Linked DNA regions of Gossypium arboreum: region 2 is linked to region 1. A link is a contact called in public Hi-C data. All regions are on one chromosome and are shown on one strand. Each heading gives the region's core, a stretch centred on a gene start, on an enhancer-like site or on the middle of the called end of the contact. The rest is flanking DNA. Distances are from core to core; before and after follow the strand shown.

Region 1 (4,708 bases), core at 354-2,853:
GCAAATCCATCATGTTATACTATAACATCAGCAGCTCAGCCAAATGAAATGCCAAAAAAACAGCAACATGTTTTTGAACATTTAAAAGGGCACAGAAAAAAAAAAAAAAAGCAAACTAGTAGCTAAGTAATCAACTGAATAGTAGGTTAAATGGAGTGAAAGTTATTTTCCTATTTCGTTTGGAGTTTGGAAGATTCGCATTCGAACATAGATAATACAGATTCAACAGCAGAGAATATGTCATAAGTAAATGAAAATGTCAACTTGGAAAACCGTCGTAATAGAACTCAAAATCCAAATTCAAAAAGACAAAAAAAATAAAATAAAATAAATACCTTGGAGGTGAACTCCTTCGTTCCTGCTTGGACAACACTTGCAGCAGATTGGGCTGCGGATGCAGCTACTGATGATAACATCCCAATCCCCTGCACCAAAGACAAATTCAACGAATAACAATAAGTATCTATTATCATAAAAAGAAATCACCAATTTCATAAAAAATTATAAAGAAATAATTTCTTAACCTGAGATACAACGGAGAGCACATCCCCCTGAGAATCATCATTCCTCTGGGTAGGCATAGGACTCGATCCAAACCCAACATATTTCCCTCCTTGAGAAGGTGGTAGTCCTTCAGGCCTAGATTCATTCTCTGCCATCTTCCTCGCAAAAAAGCTGTCCTTGTTAGCCGCCGAAGCCTCCAATTCGGATTTCGTGTATATATCCTCCGTGGACCTCGACCTCATCGGAGCACCCCCATGTTTATTCCCTCCTCTAAAATCAGTCGCCGATTGGTTCCTCCTCATATCATTCGAAGATCTAAAAGAATCGTCATTATCCCAACTATCCCACCCTTCATTATTATTTGCATAATTACTGCCCCTGCTACCTCCACCGCTCAACGGAGGCTTTCTACTACCAGAACCTCCGTTGAGACTCTCTTTCACAACAGGTGGATCCCGCCATGAGCGGCCCTCAGCTAGGGCTTGGATACGATCGCGATAAATACTGGCAGCATTAGAATTATATTTGGTAACGATATCCGTTTCTTTCGGAATCCCGTATTGAGCCAAAAAAGCATTGAGCTCCTCGTTACCGCCCGATTCCATTTTCTTGATTTGTATCTCGGACCATGAATCCATGGTAACGGATCGGACGAATGAAATGTGGACACCTAAGCCACGGTGTTTCCCGGAACATTCTAAGCACATGAAAATACCGTAGGAAACCGAAGCCCATTGGGGATTCTTTTGGTTGCAATCGACGCAAGTTCTGTTACCTGGCTGCGATTGGAGGTCGCGTAACCGTCTCGTTGCCGCCATTTTTGAATCCGATCTAAATCGGATTCGGTGAAAGAAAAAGGAATTAGATCGAAAAAGAATTCAGAGAAATGGGTCTATAAAACAAAATCTAGGAAAATGGTCTAAAAAGAGAAAAAAATGAGAAAAAAAATAACAAAAATAATAATGGGAGGCTAAAATTTATTGGGGAGGAAGGAGATCAGCGACACCGTTAAAACATATTTTAGGGGGGAAAGGTTGAGATTGACTGCTGGTGTGGTGTCCTCTTTGTTGTTGAAATACGCGATTTTGAGGGGGTTTTTTATTATTTAAAACTATAATTAATCCCACTTCGCTAGGGTTTTATTTTTTAAAAAATATTTTAATTAGTTAAAATAAATAATACAATGTAAAATTAAATTTATCATAATTATTTATTCATATTTTATGTATTATATTCTATATGAATTTTTAGAAATATTTTAAATCTTATTTTTAATTTATTTTTTATTTGTAATAGGTAAAAATATTTTGAGATAAATTTCTATACATAAACTATGGTTTAATGTGCAAATTGTATATATGAATTTTGATTTTGTATAACTTTATTCATGAAATTTTAATTTGATCCAATTTTTATAAATTATTAACACGTTATTAATATAACATCTTTTATGTTTATATATTGTATACATAAATAATTATATTTATCTAATATTAAAAAATTGATGTATTTATTTCTTTAAATGTATTTATTTCACATATATAATTGTACCAAATTAAAGTTCATATATAAAATTACACATTAAATCAAAGTTCATGTATAAATTTAAGATCTATCCTATTTAAAATATGCACCCATTATTAAATTATATTATTCAAAATAATATAATTAATATATAAATAGATTTATTTAAAAAATCTTGAACATGTATAAGTACGAATACTAAGTCGACATGTAAATTCAAATCAATTTGTGTGAATAGTTAACTTTCATATATATATATATATATATATAATTTAAAATAAACAACTTGTATAATTTTTTCAAGCAGAGTTTATTTGGTTTGATTCGTAATATATATTTAGTTCACAGATGTAAGATTACTTAAAATAAATTTATTATATTGTCTTTTCTATAAAATTTTTGTTTTTTATTTTGTAAAATCACTTATTTTAATATTTTTAGCCTCAAATTTTTCATAAAATTATAATAACTTAATAAATTAATTTTATTATATTTTGATTTTATCAATGAATTACTATTCAATAATTTATTTATATGGTTGATTGATTATTTTAAATATGAAAAGCGAAAAGAAATTAAAATATTTAGAAAATGCATCAATAAGTGAAATTGGCATCTGAATCTGAATCTTAATTTCCATCATCTCCAACCCTAAAAATAAGAATTACCACAACTTGCATCATTTTCCCTATCGGTAAACAAGCCATAATTGTATTAAATAGGTAAAACACTAAAATATTATTATGAATAATAATATTAATATTATGTCAAGAAAAGATTAATAAAATATTAATCAACCAAAATTTATTACATGTACAGCATAATTACTTTTCTAATTTAACTCGGATTTCACACAAGGAAATGAAGTATATAAAGCAATGAGTTTGGTGACAACAAGTAGTTCAAAAAGCAAGAAAAATGGATTTATCTTCATGCCAATTTTACATATTCTACATCACATATATCTTAATCTATATATATTCATTTAAAACATGAAGTAAATATTTGCTTAAAATTACACCATAGTTTTCTTCTCTCTTTTTTTTTATACAAGCCTTATGTTTGTGCCAAAAGAAAGTATTAAATATTATAATATAATAACAAACTTACTTATCAAATAATTTATGTTTTGTGATTTTTTTTCTTTAAAGTTATTTGAACCAGATAGGATCGATTGGATTAGAAATCGATAGGAGTATCGATTTATAGAAGAGTTCTAAATTAATTGATTCGGTAATCAAGATGATTTAACCAAACAAAAAACAATTGAACCATTTTTTAAGAATTTTTAATTAGTTCAATAAAGGTTAAATTGATAAATCAACGACTTAACTTGTTTGATTACCTATTTGATTTAAAAAACTCTTTTTAAAAAATTTATTTTTGGCATCTCCTTAGACAAAAAACTACAACAAATTAGTATAATCCATGACTTTTGCATGAAACCTCCATTTGCATCCATTTTCAAGGTGTCTTTTTACACATCAAAGACCATATTTTTTCCCCACCTTTTCATACTTCTAGTGTCGCTTAATAGAGTATAATCGCACGACTCTCTTCAATTCTACCTTACCTTACCTTGGAAAATTAAACCTTTCCATAAATCAAGTTCAGGATTCCAAATAATACTTTGGGCTTTGTAGAGCCCCAGTTTCCAAAGCTATCATCATCAACCCTATCAATATTTGTGAATAATAGTTTTTTTGCCTCTTGAGGTGGCGCCTTTAATCGGGTGGCCTCAGTTTCTAACAGTGTTGAAATTTTTTAAATTTAAATTAAGCATTTTTGCACGGTTGAAAAAAGAAAAATTTTAAACTTTTCTCAGCCAATTGTCATGTTGACTAGGAGTTTCATAATATGAAATTCAAAATAATACTGATAATTGATACTTGCCTTTTGTTTTTTCATAGTAGATTGTTAAGTTGTGTATACTTACAAAATTAAAGACATAAGTAAAAATATAAGATTAATATAAAACAACAAATAAGGGTATATCTATATAAACCGGTGATAATTTTATTTCTTTATTAAACAAATAAAATAAAATAAAAATTAAAAGAAGGGGTTAAAATTAAAAATAAGAAGAGATTGTGAAATAAAACAAAATAAAATCAATGGGGAAAAAGCTTCATTTGATTCATAGTTCAATCATCGATGTAAGGATAATTTCAATATCTTTAATAAATTAGTTTGAGTTACTAATTCAACGACTGACAACCAATCTCTTCGTGAAATAACTTTAATTAGATCTTTCAATTCCTTTTGAATCGATATATTATAGGCCCAAAACGAACTTCTTTAACTCAAACTATGGCCAAAATAGTGAAGTTGTACCGTGTGAAAGTCCAAACCACAAAAAATTGTTAAAAATAAACTTTAAATTTTTTTTTCCAATTATTTCCTAAATCAGTAATAAATAGCATATAAGTACAAATAATTAAGAAATCTTATATTGATTACTTGGTGGGAATGAATGGTGGGCATTAACATCAGTAACCAATGTTTCCTTTTCTTGTGTTGGTATGGTTCCAAACCCCTAGATTCATTCTAGTGTTTAGTGGATTGAATGAAGATGTAAACATAATACAATGGTGTACGTATAGATAAAATCTCTAACTATCAACATCCATGATTAGTAAATGAATAATAATGAATCCAAAGGTTCGTCCGAAAAGTGAAA
Region 2 (4,589 bases), core at 522-3,021, 630 kb before region 1:
TATTCCCTTGCATGTTAAATATTCAATTATAAAATAAATTTCATGTTGATTCCATTCCACAATTCCTTACTTTGCCTCTATTTATAATCTTTGGTGAGTTGCCTTTACATATGTGAGATAGGATTGATAGGCACACCCACCATTAAAAAAGAGTGGAACAGTGGAAACACTTTCTTCATTAGCCTTTAACCATTTATCGACCAAATCCACGAAATTTATCAAAATAAGTGAAGAAAACAACAAAATAAAAGATCTCAAAAGATATTCATCAATTACTTATAAATCTCTATACAATGTGATGTTACTTATTATTAAAACCAATTAAATTAAAGGTAAATTAGTTTACTAATTTTTAAGGTACTTTTATTTTGGTCATTTAAAATGAAATTATTGTAATTTAGTCATTCAATTTTCATAGTACTTTCATTTTAGTTACTTAGCTAGTAAATCTCTTGCGAGTTAACTTATACACGTCATATCATATTCACATTTTAATTTTGGTCACCCAACTTTTAGGTCTTTTTCATTTTAGTCACAAAAAAATTCCTTTTAAAAGCATTGATTAGGTAAAAAAATAAAAAAGTAATATATTAAAATTTGTCAAATTATAATTGTTTATCATATTGCGAAAATTTTAATTTTAAAACATAAAATCAATTAAATAAATTATTGAATTTTTTTATACCTTAAAATTTTATATTTCAAAACATAATGTTAACCAATTTGTTCTGTAATATTTAAATTAATTAAATTAATCTCTTTTAAATTTTATTTTATCTTTTCATATTATTTTAATTAAATTAACTCGATAACTCATATTTGATAATTGTGTGTGAAGTTTAAATTTATTTTGATTGTATAATATCAAATCTTTCATACTAAGTTAAGCTAAAAGAAAAGAAAAATCATTACAATTAATTAAATTAATTGTTTGTTCTTCGTTGGGTAAAAGAATGATGAAAAATTCTGCATTTGTTTGCCATGGAAGATAAAATTAATTGATTTGATTAATTGTAAGGATTTTTTTTGCTTTTAGCTTAGTATGAAAGACTTGATATCATATAATCAAAAGAATTTTGGGTTTTATGTACAATTAGTAAAGATGTTTTATTTGAGTTGGTTTTTGAAAACATAAAATAAAATTTTAAGATTTAAAAGGAGACTAAATTAATTCATTTAATTATTTTCAATATTATAATAACTAATCGTTTGACACTATTAAGGTATAAAATATTTTCAATAACTTATTTAATTGATTTTAATGTTTTAAAATTTAAAATTTCAATATTGAAAAAAATTAGAACTTTCAGCAAGGGATAAACAAGTACAATTTGATAATTTTTAAAGCATTCTTTTAATTTTTACCATTTTTTCACATTAATCTTAATTTTTTTAACTACTCAATATTAGGAAATAGGATATTTTTTGGGACAAAAATGAAAGCAACTTAGAAGTCAGGTGACTAAAAATGAAAGTATAAACTTGATATGATGTGTATAAGTTAGCTGCCTTTAGAGATTTAACAATTGTGTGACAAAAATTAAAATGGCCTAAAAATCGAGTGACAAAATTGTAAAGATTTTATTTTTGGTCACTCAAGATTAAAATGATCTAAAAATTAGGTAATTTTCGTTTAAATTAATCTATTTGCAAGTATAATATTAAAATTAATTAATATAATTTTTTAAAGATGATGATATGGTAAAGAGAGGATTTTATTTTCATTAATATAAAATAATATTCAAATAAAAGGAAAAAAAAGAGGGGGAAAAAGGGGGGGTGGGGAAGAAAAGAGAAAATGAAAAAGATAAGTAATACCTGGTTGCAGGGAACCGTGGAGTATTGACCTCTAAAAAAGATGACACTGGAAAAAAGTGTAGCGTTACCGTTAAGTAACAGCGAGTTGAATCGGTGGTATCTGGTGTAGGCTTTTACTGACGAAAACCTCTCTATATTTCGATGTTGCTTACAATTCTGTTTCTCTCCTCATTCACTTGTTTTTTTTTTTGCTTCTCATTTCTCTTTTTTTTTTCTTTTCTCCTTTACGGCAAAACAAAGGAAGAAAACGAGAAAGTGTAAACGTATAATAGAGGGAAGATAAAGAACAATAATAAGTACGGAACAAAAGGGAAAAAATGGTCTGTAAGGTTGTGGAAGATGATGATTTGGTGGAGATTAGCATGATAATCGTTCGTAGAGGTCACTCTTCTTCTCGATTCCTCGATGCTTATCCCAAAAGGTACACTTTTAAGATCCCTTCATTTCTCTTCTAGAAAAAATTCCTTTTCTTTTTAAAAAAGTTGGTTTTTTTTCGTGGAAAAAGAAATAAGAATTGTTTCTTTTTTTGATGTTTTTGATTCAGTTTTTCCCACCTGTGTTTGGAGGATTTGGGGAGATTCTAGATAGTGTTAGATAATGTCTTTCTTTAGCAGCTTTTTGATAGGAAAATCTCTGTCTCTCTCTATAATCAGGTAGAGATTGAAGAGATTTTTTTTCTCTGTTTTTTTTTAAAATATTTGTTTCAAATGAATGTTCTTTTTGTTGTATTTTAGTAAGTTAGGGTTATTGGATTGATATAGTTTTGTTAATTTCTGTGAATTTTTGTGCGGATTGTTGTTTGTTCTGATGGATAAATTTTAGGGTTTTGATGGAAGGGAGATCATGTGGTGACTGATATGATGATGATGGTGTTCATAACGTTGTTGTTTTGTTGAAATCTTCGTTTTCGGGGGGGCAAAAATGGAAAAAATTAAACCACCAACAGCAGTACTTACCTTCTTCAACCGGATAAGCTGAAATGGGAGATTCTTTGCTCACAGCCTTGTTAATGGAAAATCATCACCCTTCCACCCTCTTATCTATGGATTCAAGTGCTTCTTCTCATGATGAATTGGATTTGGAAATGAATAGGCAAACTGTTCTTTCTCGGCCGCCTGATATCAATTTGCCTCTCTCCGCCGAGCGTAGCCCTCCCCCACAGCCATGGAATTCAGACCAGTGTGATATTTTGGATGTTGGGCTCAGTTCACAAGCATTTGAGATTGAGAGCTACCTTGCTGCACCCAAAGCGGAACGAAAGTTTGCCAAGCGGGTAGACAGCATATGGGGTGCTTGGTTATTCTTTAGCTTTTACTTTAAGCCTGCTTTGAATGACAAATCAAAGGGCAAGATTATTCGCGATAGCAACGGTGTTTCTGGTTTTGACAAATCAGATCTGAAGTTGGATATTTTTATGGTTCAACACGATATGGAGAATATGTACATGTGGGTTTTCAAGGAGAGACCCGAGAATGCTCTGGGTAAGATGCAACTCAGAAGCTACATGAATGGCCATTCTCGCCAAGGAGAGCGTCCATTTCCGTTTAGTGTGGATAAAGGATTTGTCCGTTCACACAGGATGCAACGGAAGCAATACAGAGGATTGTCAAACCCCCAATGTCTACATGGGATTGAGGTTGTTCCAGCACCAAATCTCATGGCTGTGAGTGAGGAAGACCGGAAAAGGTGGATGGAGCTTACTGGAAGGGATTTAAACTTTACAGTTCCACCTGAAGCGAGCGATTTTAGTTCATGGAGGAACCTTCCAAACACAGATTTTGAGCTAGAGAGGCCTGTTCCTCCTCCTTCAATAAAGAGTGTTTCAAATTCTCACTCAAAAAAACTTCTTAATGGATCTGGGCTGAATTTGTGTAGTCAACCATCTAGCCATAGCAATGGAGATGGGATGGACTTAACACTTGTTAGCAACAAAAGGAGGAAAGAACTTTTTCGGCATAGAAACAATGATGATTGCTATTTGCCTGCCATTCCTCCATATGACCGAAATCCGGATATGGAAATTCATCCCAGTGAGCCACACTGGTTAAAAGACTTCAGCGGGATAATGAAAAATGTGCATGGGCCCGTGACTGCTGCGAAAACTATCTACGAAGATGAAGCAGGTTACCTGATCATTATCACCTTGCCGTTTGTCGATCTTCAGAGGGTCAAAGTCTCTTGGAGGAATACTCTCACTCATGGTATCATAAAGATATCTTGTGTTAGCACATCTGGCATGCCTTTCATCAAGAGACATGATAGGACCTTCAAATTAACAGATCCTGCTTCTGAGCATTGCTCTCCTGGGGAGTTTGTTAGAGAGATCCCACTGTCAACTCGAATACCTGAAGACGCCAACATAGAAGCGTATCATGATGGACCAGGATCTGTCCTTGAGATTATGGTGCCCAAACTGCGAGTGGTACCTGAAGAACACGAAGTACTTGTCTGCCTCCGGCCTAAGCTTATTGGGAGTGATCTCATGTTGACATGAAGTAGTAGTTACAGAAGCATTATAGAAGGGTAGTTGCTATGATTGGTGCTTACATTGTTTTTACTGACTTTGTATCATACAGAGTAATCTATGAAACAAATATCTGCATCTCACATTTTATCTTTCGCAATTTTTTTCTCACTAATTGCTACGATTTTTTTTTTGTCCCAACATTCTGGTAAAACCATTCGATTTGTAGCCACAATTGTTATTCAAACTTACTTTTGATTATAGTTATTAATTAATATGAAAATAGAAACTAACACCTTTTGGTTGT

The links. A called contact is a pair of places that touch in the nucleus more often than the background predicts.
Region 2: a contact with region 1 is called in a Hi-C map of leaf, with 4 times the contacts expected there. The contact joins the promoter of LOC108457616 here to the promoter of LOC108457862 in region 1. A contact is called at or near these places in 2 of 5 Hi-C or Micro-C datasets (both in leaf).

The regions. Positions count from the first base shown.
Region 1 is chr4:103,492,494-103,497,201 of ASM2569848v2, reverse strand. LOC108457862 (probable ADP-ribosylation factor GTPase-activating protein AGD6) reads right to left here and starts at 1,603. Exons shown (of 4, transcript XM_017757049.2): 1 at 525-1,603; 2 at 336-425. The coding sequence starts at 1,322.
Region 2 is chr4:104,124,101-104,128,689 of ASM2569848v2, reverse strand. LOC108457616 reads left to right here and starts at 1,771. Exons shown (of 2, transcript XM_017756657.2): 1 at 1,771-2,239; 2 at 2,641-4,425. The coding sequence starts at 2,798. The coding sequence ends at 4,312.